Regions from separate parts of the Mus musculus genome. Here all the other regions are linked to region 1. Evidence: chromatin contacts called from public Hi-C and HiCAR-type data. All regions are on one chromosome and are shown on one strand. Each heading gives the region's core, a stretch centred on a gene start, on an enhancer-like site or on the middle of the called end of the contact. The rest is flanking DNA. Distances are from core to core; before and after follow the strand shown.

The links. A called contact is a pair of places that touch in the nucleus more often than the background predicts. HiCAR-type assays count read pairs that join an accessible place to other places.
Region 2: a Hi-C map of Sertoli cells shows a contact between it and region 1, with 3 times the contacts expected there. The contact joins the enhancer-like site here to the promoter of Gria3 in region 1. A contact is called at or near these places in 3 of 39 promoter capture datasets (liver and pre-B cells) and 2 of 484 Hi-C or Micro-C datasets (Sertoli cells and cortical neurons).
Region 3: a HiCAR-type map of kidney shows a contact between it and region 1, with 5 times the contacts expected there. The contact joins the enhancer-like site here to the promoter of Gria3 in region 1. A contact is called at or near these places in 4 of 39 promoter capture datasets (the C10 cell line, embryonic stem cells, hippocampal neurons and 1 more), 4 of 115 datasets of contacts at active chromatin or transcription factors (embryonic forebrain, fibro-adipogenic progenitors, kidney and 1 more) and 2 of 9 other capture datasets (adipose tissue and liver).

The regions. Positions count from the first base shown.
Region 1 is chrX:41,399,557-41,403,025 of GRCm38.p6, forward strand. It overlaps Gria3 (glutamate receptor, ionotropic, AMPA3 (alpha 3)), which reads left to right and starts at 1,842. Exons shown (of 16, transcript NM_016886.5): 1 at 1,842-2,099; 2 at 3,245-3,403. The coding sequence starts at 2,009.
Region 2 is chrX:41,215,146-41,218,614 of GRCm38.p6, forward strand. No RefSeq gene overlaps it. Among named protein-coding and RNA genes, the nearest start is that of Gria3, 180 kb to the right of the region's middle. Within about 2 kb of position 1,821, at least 3 of the 459 cell types and tissues checked have an H3K27ac peak or open chromatin away from gene starts, as enhancers often do. A contact at or near this core is called in Sertoli cells, where this site is marked.
Region 3 is chrX:41,561,138-41,564,606 of GRCm38.p6, forward strand. All of the region lies in intron 4 of Gria3 (glutamate receptor, ionotropic, AMPA3 (alpha 3)), which reads left to right. Among named protein-coding and RNA genes, the nearest start is that of Gria3, 160 kb to the left of the region's middle. Within about 2 kb of position 1,719, at least 1 of the 459 cell types and tissues checked has an H3K27ac peak or open chromatin away from gene starts, as enhancers often do. A contact at or near this core is called in kidney, where this site is marked.

The DNA.
Region 1 (3,469 bases), core at 592-3,091:
TGGAATTAGAGATCAGGCGTGGTCAGAATTGTCAGCAATGTGGGAAGAACTGAGGACTACTTTCCTGGTTGCCACAGAGTTTGGAGGCCATTTATTCTCAGCTCCAGTCTAGGCATTGCTAAAGGCAAAGATCTGGAGTAAGGAGTGCAGGGCCCTGGTCCCTCATTCCTGGCCCCATGTATATTAGTTTGCTTTGCTCTGACATAAAGGCTCATTTTATCCCCTCAGACTAGAAGAAGATAAAAAGAAAAACAGAAGATGTAGAGAGGATAAAAAAAAATGTGTCTTACAGAGATAAGGTGGGAAAGAAAGATGTGACAGGAGAGGAGATACCTTTTTGTCCCAAGAGGGGAATAGGATTCTGGAAAGGCATGTAGGGACAAAAGGATCATACACAAACTGCTGGGAAGGAGGCTACTCCTCACTAAGACCTAGGGTGAACTGTAGGAGTTCCTAGATTCTTTTCTCCTCTTAGCTAGGAGAGAGGCAGGAGAGTTGGGTGAGAGTGGTAATCTCTGAAGTCTGCACTCAGTGTGGGGGAGGGAATAGTTGATCCACCTAAAGTCAACATTAAGGGAGCAAAGCAGCAAGGGGCACTTTCCTCCAACCTTAACTTTCAATCCCCACCCCCATCCCAGCTCACTCCCACACTTCTCTCCTTGGTCTGCAGGACTGAGCGTCCTTTTCATTAACCTTTTAGCTCCCACCTCCATACACATACTATGTTCCTATACCCTCTAAAGCAGTCAGCAGTCACAGCCCCCGCAGCTGGCAAACCTGCCTCAGCACTTGGGTAGGGGGAGGGACACACCTCCCAGTGCTGCGGGGATGGGGGAATGCGGGTGGGGGTTGTTCACTTGCCCTCGGATCTCTCTCTGCTGTAATAGCTGAGCTGAGCGGCAGAGACCAGGCATGCGCAGCATCTTAGGGCGCATTGTGATGGGAACTGCTTTTCTGAGTCTCTTCACAAAGACTCAAGAGTAACCACTAACCACCCCTCAAGACCCTTCATCTTTAAGACGCACATACAGATGTAGAGACACTGCAGACTTTTAAAAACAGGAAACTGGTTGCAGCTTGAAAGTCTGGTCCACGTGAGGATTGGTGTATTTCTGTTGATCCCATCTCCGGTGTTGACATACGCCGGCGCCTAGGCTTTGCAGTCCAGAGCTGCAGTTTGCAGTGGAGCTAAGCGGTGTGCGGCTTTAATTCCACGTCAGATCAACTTTGATCAATATCCCCCTACCGGCCCAATTGGAAGAACCCAATTCACCGGAGCTGAGCCTTTGAGGCTTTTAGCTCTTTTCTTCTTCCCCACTCTTTAGATCCACCATCTTCGAGGGCGGGGGAACCCTTTGGTTTTCTTTATAATTTCTTTCTTATTTCTTTATCTCGTCCCTGTTTTGTTTTGTTTTGTTTTTTTACGATTTTGGTTTTGCTCCGGTTTTAATTCTCTCTGTTTCTGTCTCCCTGTGTCTCTATCTCTGTGCCGGTCTCTGTCTCTGCCTGTCTCTCTGTCTGTTCTCTCTCTCTCTCTCTCTCTCTCTCTCTCTCTCTCTCTCTCTTCCTTTCTCTCTCTCTCTCTCTCTCTCTCTCTCTCTCTCTCTCTCTCTCTCTCTCTCTCTCTCAGAAATCGCTTTGGGGAACCCAGCTTGCAGCCAATGAACCCGCCTTCCAGATTGGTGTGAAGACAGAAGTGAGGTGGGGGGGCGTGGAGGGGGTGTGAGAGAGATCCTGGGAGGGGGGAGAGGAAGAGAGGAGAGAGGAAGAGAGGAGAGGGAGAGAGAGAGGAAGAGAGAAGAGAGAGAGAGAAGAGGAGGAGGCGGCGGCGGAGGAGGATTAGTGTGGGGTGGAAAGGAAGAGTGAGCGAGCGAGAGCAAGTTGAGGGGAGGGGGTGTAAGAGCCGGCGAATTCTTTTTCTTTTTCTATTATTATTTTGACGACTCCCGAGTTGCGCCCATGCTCTTGTCAGCTTCGTTTTAGGCGTAGCACAGCCAGGCAGAAGAAAATGGGGCAAAGCGTGCTCCGGGCGGTCTTCTTTTTAGTCCTGGGGCTTTTGGGTCATTCTCACGGAGGATTCCCCAACACCATCAGCATAGGTAAGCTCCCCAGAGCCAGCCAGAGGGGGCCAGGCTCTTCTGCATTTGAAACCCACTACCCTAGTGGGGCTGGGGGTATCGCAACATGAGTCCCTGTCCTGCATGGTTTGGGGACGGTGTCTAGGGATGGGGGACTGAGCTGAGATATTGGAGACCTGAGCTGCAAAGAACTGACGAGTATGGGGAGCATCCAAGATGAGGGAAGGGGTCTCCCGGGGCTAATGCGGGTGGACGGCCAGGTTTTCTGACCGAGGAGCAAGGGAGTCAAGCTGGAGGTTGGGATGCTGCAAGAGGCTAAGAGTCGCGGCTTTTCAGCTCGCTATTCTGGACTTTGCCAGGGCATGCTTGCAGCCACTGGAAGTTGTCCCAGGGTGATACTGCCTGTCTGGCCGCGCCAGGACGCATAACCTGGGCCCAGGTCGCCCCGTCCCGCGTCTCAGGCTTCAGTGAGACAGGACAGTGTTAGAAGAAAAGGAACCCACTTTGAAACCCCCAGACCAAGGAAGTAGCTGTGTGGATGGAGGATGGGGTGGGAAGTGGGGGTGATACAAGGAGTCGGGCAAGCAGGGAAGTCACGCAGACCAAGCATTCATGAATTGCGGCTGTGTCTGTCTGGAGACCAGCTCCAGTAGCCGGAAGGGAGTTCTCCCCGCCTCTGCCTGTATTTGCAAGTAGAGAAGTTAGAATTGTTGCTTTTACTGAACTGACCCCCTGTATTGTCATAGGGGATGATTGGGACAGCAAGGGGAACGAAATTGTTTTTCTTCCCACCCTATCCCCTGTACCCCAGGAGGGAAAATGAACCAGCTGTGTGGCTAAGGGTGGGGGTGGGGTTGGAGTCAGGGTTCGGGGCCAGACTCAAGCTTAAGAAAGAACCAAGTCCCACTTTTAGCTCCTTCATCCTTCCCCTACAGCAGCCTCCTCTTTCTCCCGTCTTTTTAGTTTCCTCCGTGTACAAAACCCAGGTTTTTCACAGTGGAAAGCAGAGTTTCCAAGTCTTGAAAGACACACAGGTTGAAAAAAATCATTCCTCAGTTGAGCTTCCCAGAAACACTGAGGTAGCCTGGTAGCTCCTGTTTGTTACTTTCTAACTCCTGCTGAAGTAGGGGGGACACAAGCCGAATCTCCATTGCCTTTGCTTCTAGGTGGACTTTTCATGAGAAACACGGTACAGGAGCACAGTGCTTTCCGCTTTGCTGTGCAGTTATACAACACCAACCAGAACACCACTGAGAAGCCCTTCCATTTGAACTACCACGTAGACCACTTGGATTCCTCCAATAGTTTTTCTGTGACTAATGCTTGTAAGTAGATCTGCGTTGGCTCCCTTTGGGACCTTAGGGGACCTCATTTGCATTTTGTTTGTGATG
Region 2 (3,469 bases), core at 571-3,070, 180 kb before region 1:
AAGAAACTGTTTTCTTCTATCTCATTACCACAATCTCATATTGTTTTTAGTATCTAACCTAATTATATTTTTATTTTTTCTAAACTGAGATTATAAATGCATCATTTTCCTTCTTCTCTTTTTTTCCCTAGAACTCCTCCCACATACTCTTCCTTGCTCTCTCAAATCCCTGGCCTCTTTTCCTCAATTGTTCTTACACTCACTCAAACACATATAATCACACACACACACACACACACACACACACACACACACACACACACACTTCTAAATACATAAATACAATCTGCTTAGTCTGTGTAATGTTACTGATATACATATGTTTTCAGAGCTGATCATGTGATATTGGATAGCCCATTGGGGAGTCCCTCTCTGGGGAAGAATTTCTCCTGCCCTCTGTATTCAATACTAGTAGTTCTATCTATTGCAGGACCTTATGATATTTCCCCATTCCATGTTATCATGTCTGTAATATTATTTCTTGACTATTTCAAGTTCTAGCATCTACCAAAGTTTCTACTGTGGCATGTATTAGAATGGTTTGGTTAATATTTAAGAAGTTATTCGATCTCTCACCTAATTCTCTTACCAGCTAATGATCTTCCATGTTATCTGTTCCACTCTTTGACTTTCCTCCAAGATTTTTCCTTTGGTTAATACCTTTTCGTCATTTGATAGCGTTTAATTTATCTCTCCATATAAATGAGGGAAAGCAATGGCCCTCAATATCTATAGACAGTTGGATCACAAGCTCACCCTCAATCCTCAATTCTTGGTCCTAGCTATGGCTATTTATAAATAAGTTCTGAGCACACATTGTCCAAACATTTGGGAAATTATCCTCAACACTTTGGGTCAGGTCTGTTAAATCACTAATATTTTTCATTGTTACCTCTTCTACAAAAATCCAGAGATATTTTTTAAGCCTCACATTTTCTTGTAGTGTTATTTAAATGATCACAATGTTCCAAATGGTTGCTGATTCCTCCTACATGGAAGACTTTTATAACTAACCCTCTAGCATAAAATTTAATAGTTTTCCAGGTAAATATTACTTTCTCTAAATGAAGAGGTAAAATGGATACCTCTGAATCATGTGCTTTTAAACTTCCCATTCATCTTCCTGGTAAGAATTCGGTATAATCCCTACATCCTCTATTGGACACTATCAAATAGAGGAACACATGTTCTCAGCATAGTTCTCAGTGATGTAGAAACAGCCTTAGCAGGCCTACTGCTAGGTTTAATTCAGATAAAATACACAAGTGAGTATAATCAAAAATGCAAGTGTGCTTTATACACAGATACAAGTTTGTGTGACTGCATGTTCAAAACTGTTTATTTACATTAAAAGAGGACAAAAAAATACCAGTAAGAACAGCTACAGCTTACTGAGGAAAAACTGTAACACTAAGAACCATAGCAGGTGCTTCATCTTGCATGTATCATTTATTGTCCACAGAACCACACCAGACAAGTATGAATATTCCCAATTTAGAGATGATAAAATCCAAGTCAACAAAGTTAAATGGATTGCTTTTCCCATCTACATGACAAACTAGCACATATTTTCTAAACATAAAGCTCATTTCACCATCTAGTGCAACATTGAAACCTCTCAACAGAATGTCTAAGAAAAAAATTTCCTTGAAATTCCATGTTTATCGGCAGTAGAAACAATGTAGCAGTAAGACAAGGAATTCTGAAAGTAAAATCTGGGCCAAGAAGCAGTGGGAAAAAAGCTACAACAAGCTGGTTGTTTCAAAGCAAAGCAATCTAGTGCGTGGCACATCTTTTCAAAGCTGAACCACCTAAATGCTCTCTAATCAGCAGTACTGGAGATATTTTAGGTTTTACTTCAGAGATGAATGTGAAAACTATGGGTCTCGTTTCTCAACACAGCTGTTTCAAATCCCCTGAGGAAGGACACTGAGAGAGAAGGTGGGCACAGTGGAGCTTTTGCCAGATGGTTTGTCTCCACATTAGACTCTTCTCAGCATATTTCATTTGTTTAACTTTATCCTGTCTGCTACCTCACTAAAGATGGTTTAATTCTGAAGATCATTTTTTCTTTGCAGTTCTGTGGGATTCAACACTTCAGTTGATACCACTGTATGTTCAGATTTCATTTTAAACAATGTATATGTTCTTATGTTCTAGAGAAGTATTGTTTGTTCCTGTTTATTAATGGAAGTTCTCAACCTGGGTCATATTCTCTCTGTCTCTATCTCTCTGTGTGTCTCTCTCTCTTCCTCTGTCTGTCTCTGCCTATCTCTGTCTGTCTCTGTCTCTCTCTCTGTCTGTCTCTGTCTCTGTCTCTGTCTCTCTCTCTCTCTCTCTCTCTCTCTCTCTCTCTCTCACACACACACACACACACATATGCAGATTTTAACTCTGTTTTTCTATCTAAGTACTTACCATTCCCTACTTGGTTCTTTAAGATCTTTAGTTTTGAGTCTTGTGTTTAACAACCTGTTCCTTTTTCTCTTTCTAAAGACATTTGTCCTCTCCATTTGCTGTGACTGGAAGTCTTAAAGTTATCATCTACCCTCAACTCCTATTTTCAAGAAAGTATTAATATTTGATGTGAGAATGATTCCTAGATATGATCATACTTCCCTCAAGTTTCTGTTTTAGAAAGTTGCCAATATTCCTTCCCCCAGCTTCATTCTTCATCTTAGATTTTTAAGTTCCACCTTAAAGTCTGTGGAGTCTTATATAGGACAAAATGTTCTATACTCCATGTTTTGCAAACTACCAAAGAATTTAGTGCCTCTACTGATGTACTCTCAAGACCTTATTTTGTAAAAGGAAGGTTTAGGGGTAATAGATAAGGGTATCTCACTTAGAAGAGCTTCAATAAAACAAGCTCCATTTGATTCTAATTATATTTAATTTCACAGAAAAAAATTAAAACATTCTAACAAAAAGATTTGAAAATACGTAGATATAATCCTTGCCACCAAGATAGATTTAGTAACTCTGTCTCTAATTTATTATTTAATAATCCATAGTCCTGGTACCAACAGATAACAAGCTACATATTGCTCTGTGAAGAAGTATAAGCTATCAGACAAAACTATCATTTGATTATCATGCCATCAGCAGTTAATAATGTTGAATTTGATATTATTTCATTTGGAGGGAAAATTAAAATAACCTTGAGAATGCTAATAAATCCTCTATCAATAGACAGATGATGAAATAATACAAACCTGATAAAGGCATTTGTGATTTACTTCTATAATTAGCTGAGGTACTACAGTTTAAAATACTGCAAAAAATAACTTTGAGAAGTGATAGCAATCTAGCAATGCTACAATTTAAATTTCCTTCTACCAGAACTTGCTAAATCCTGAGAAAAAGCAAGATGGTAGTATGGATGCTGATAAGGTCATGGAGGCTACATAAGTTTATTCAGAATAAATTCAAGTGAGGTGAAAATGGATTCAGGGCTTCAGAGAAGATA
Region 3 (3,469 bases), core at 469-2,968, 160 kb after region 1:
ACTCTCCAAACACTGCCACATACCTGGATCCCAAGTGTTAAAATGCTAGAACCTAAGGGGGATATTTTCATTCAAACTACAACACTTCTGTACAAGTCATCTTTTATATACCACCGAAATGCCTTTTGTCCAACTTTTCCCTATCTGGGATTTTTTTTTTTTTGCCCTTTTCCCTGAGGAAGGGGAAACTAGAAGGGTCATTATTTTGTGGTTGATTTACTACCGTCTTCTCATCATTTTGCATCTGCATCTCTAACACCCAACTTCCATTTGAAAACCTCAGCTGGTTCTCTCATCTTCCCAGTGCTATCCTAATAATCAGCACCAGCATTCCTCTGTATCCAAGCACTAAGTTATCTTCCCATTATTCTCACCCAATAGCTGCAGGTTGTTTGTTTTTAAGTTGGGGACATGAAATCAAGGAAGGCTTTATGCAGGAGGCTGCCTCAACTTGGTCTTTAAGAATAGATAGGAGTTTTCCAGGGAAAGATGAAGACATAGCCAATACAAGGCAAGCACTAGACAATGTCTTAAGAATTGAAGACACATGGTTTCACACATTTCTTTCTTCAGTTTTGTGAAATAGCTATTAGTGATAGATGTCTTTTCCATGTAGGCTACTCAGACCTAGAAAGCCTAAGTTAATTGACCAAAGTTATGATGAAAAGTAGTCTCTAATCTATCAATCTAGCCTTCATTGTTAAGTACACTACTTTATTTTTCCCATGATTATATCCCCTATATTTATTATTTTACAAATGAAAAACTAAGGCTGGTATGTAATGTAACTTGTCTGGGATTATAAAGCTAATAAATATCATGGGAGGTAGGTTTGAGGGTAGAAAGGGAGAAGGAAACAAAATAATTGTAATTTAATTTTGAAAACTACAAAAACATAGATTTATGTGTTGATACATGCCTATAAGCCTAGCACTAGGGAGGCTGAGATATGATCATGAGTTCGAGGCTATTCTAGACTATAGAGACCTTGCTTCAAAATAAATAAATAAATATTTTTAATTAAAAAAAAACCTCTCCTTTAGCATTTAAGCACTATAAAACAGCAAGACTCTTGAAATCAGGAGAAATAGCCTTCTAGAATATGTCTCTCTTCATTTTCAAAATAGCATTCTATTTAAGTTACCTGTTTGTCAGGTTCCCATTTATAAAAGCCAAAGGAAAAAATTTTTTAAATTTCTGGTTGGAGACAAAGTACTTTCTATCTATAGCAGGTTGAGTTAATCATTCTCTCCTTGGTTGTACTTTGTTCATATTTCTGTTCTCGCACTTCTCCCACTGGGCTATAATCATCTGTTAACTTGGCTGTCTTTCCCATTCAAGTGTGACATCCTCCAGACTAGGGCCCAGATTCTTGTGACCTCTGTCTCCCCATGCTCTATCCCCATGATTGGCACCGATTGAGCACTCAACAAACATTCATTAAGAGAAGGAAAAATAAAAGGTGGTTGGTAGAGGCAGCTTTCCATATTTAAAGGGCCTTCAATCCACATTCTTCCTGATTCCGGTGGTGTGCCAGAAAGTGGGCTATTGTTAAAAGGCAAAAGTGTTGATTTGTAGTACCTTGATTTCTGGGTTAATAATTCTAACATTGCTGGTTTGAAGCGACCCAGGATTTTATTAACTGGCTCAGAAGATTCTGAATAGTTAACACGTGGCTTTCAGAAGCTCTCTGTGCTTGGCTGGAAATCAGCAGTTCTTCCTGGGGTACTTGAACCATTTGCTCGCCAGTGTGATCATGAAGGTGGATGAGCTGGCCAGGAGGGCAAGATGATGCCAGATCCAAATAGCAAGAGTGAAGGGCCAAAGGAAACATTTCTGAGTTTAGAGAATTGTATGCTTTGCCCCCCATGAACTAAGCCTCAGTCATTTGTCATCCATTTGCAAATTGAGATCCACTTAAATGACATGGCTCCCAGAAGAGGAACAAAGCTGCCAACTAAGCAATTATCCTGAAAATCACATAGAGTTCCTGAGAGACAGTTATTTTTATTTGAAAATATAAACATGGTCATTCACTCCAACTATCAAATATTTTTACTGATTAGGGTGTCAGATACTGAAAACACTGCACAAATGGAAAATTATTAAGAAAGGCACAACTAAGAACTTGAAAAAGAGACCATTCTATTCTCTGTAGCCATACCAGCTGCTTTCTTTCCACTCTCCGCCTGAAAGCTTCATCAGCTCGAGCTACACGAGGGTCTCTAATATTATGCCCTACTATTTACATTTCAATTTTGCATATAATAATGAAGCTAATAACTAAATGGCAAAATTTGAATTGAAAAATACCACACATCAGGGTTCATGTTTCTTGGTTTTTTTTTTCTAATACATCAAATTTAATGCTTATCAGGCAATTCCTTATAAAATGACGCTATTTATTGTCAAGCACTGAACCTTTTCTTGAAGTTCCTAGTTTAGAAGACATGTTATAGTATCTGATTTATGGGGAGATATCTTACACTTATTTCATCAAAGGACCGGTGGATATTCCTCCTTTTTTATTCAAATGACAAGGCCACTCCCATTGAAATGCCTGCTACTCATCACCTATACAGTCTCTTCAGAATGTCAATGAGCATGAAAATATATAAACAGAAAGCAAAGCCTTGGTTGAACTTTTAGAATACATTATGCATATTAAAACAAAACTCTCTGTGAATGTAGCTATGAGGATTGCCACAAGCTAAGGCCAGCCTAAACTACATAGTCAATTCCTAGGCCATCGATGATTACATAGTGAAACACAGTATTTTAAAAGTAAAAACAGGGAAACTAATTAATTATTTAGGTCTATTTTAAAATGTGTGTGTGTGTACATGTACATATAAATATGAAGATCAGAGGACAACTTAAAAGAGTCAGTTCTCTCCTTCCACAATGTCGGTTCCAGGGATTGAATTCAAGTCTTCAGGCCTATTTTCCTAACCTACTAAGCCATCTTGATGACCCTCTCTTGTGATTTGTTATTAAATCTTCCACATATTGCATTAAGCTACAATAAATTGAATATGAAAGTCTTGGAAGTAAAGCTACCTTCAAAGGATAATCTCTGGTAAAATTCTTACCCTCTAATCCTCTCATCTTAGAATTGTATTTCTTGCCTTATTCATTTCCTTTCTTTCCACGTAAGCTTCCCTACAGTCAGCATAAGCATTGACAAGATTCCTTTATTGTATGACCGTTTGTCTTGCTGACAAAAAGCTTCAGTCACTCTCCGTGTCCGCAACACCCCACCCCCCATCCCAACACACACACTGCCATAGGACTGACTTTGGTATATGTCATTGTTCTTTCTTACCACACTATTCCAGCACACTCCTTTGGGTAAGATGACTGCAATTTAAAGCCCTGCCATTCAGACATATGAGAACAAATATGTGCACCTTGAATTTACTAGGAAATTATGCCAGTGGAATTGGCTTGTGTTATGTTTACTAAGACT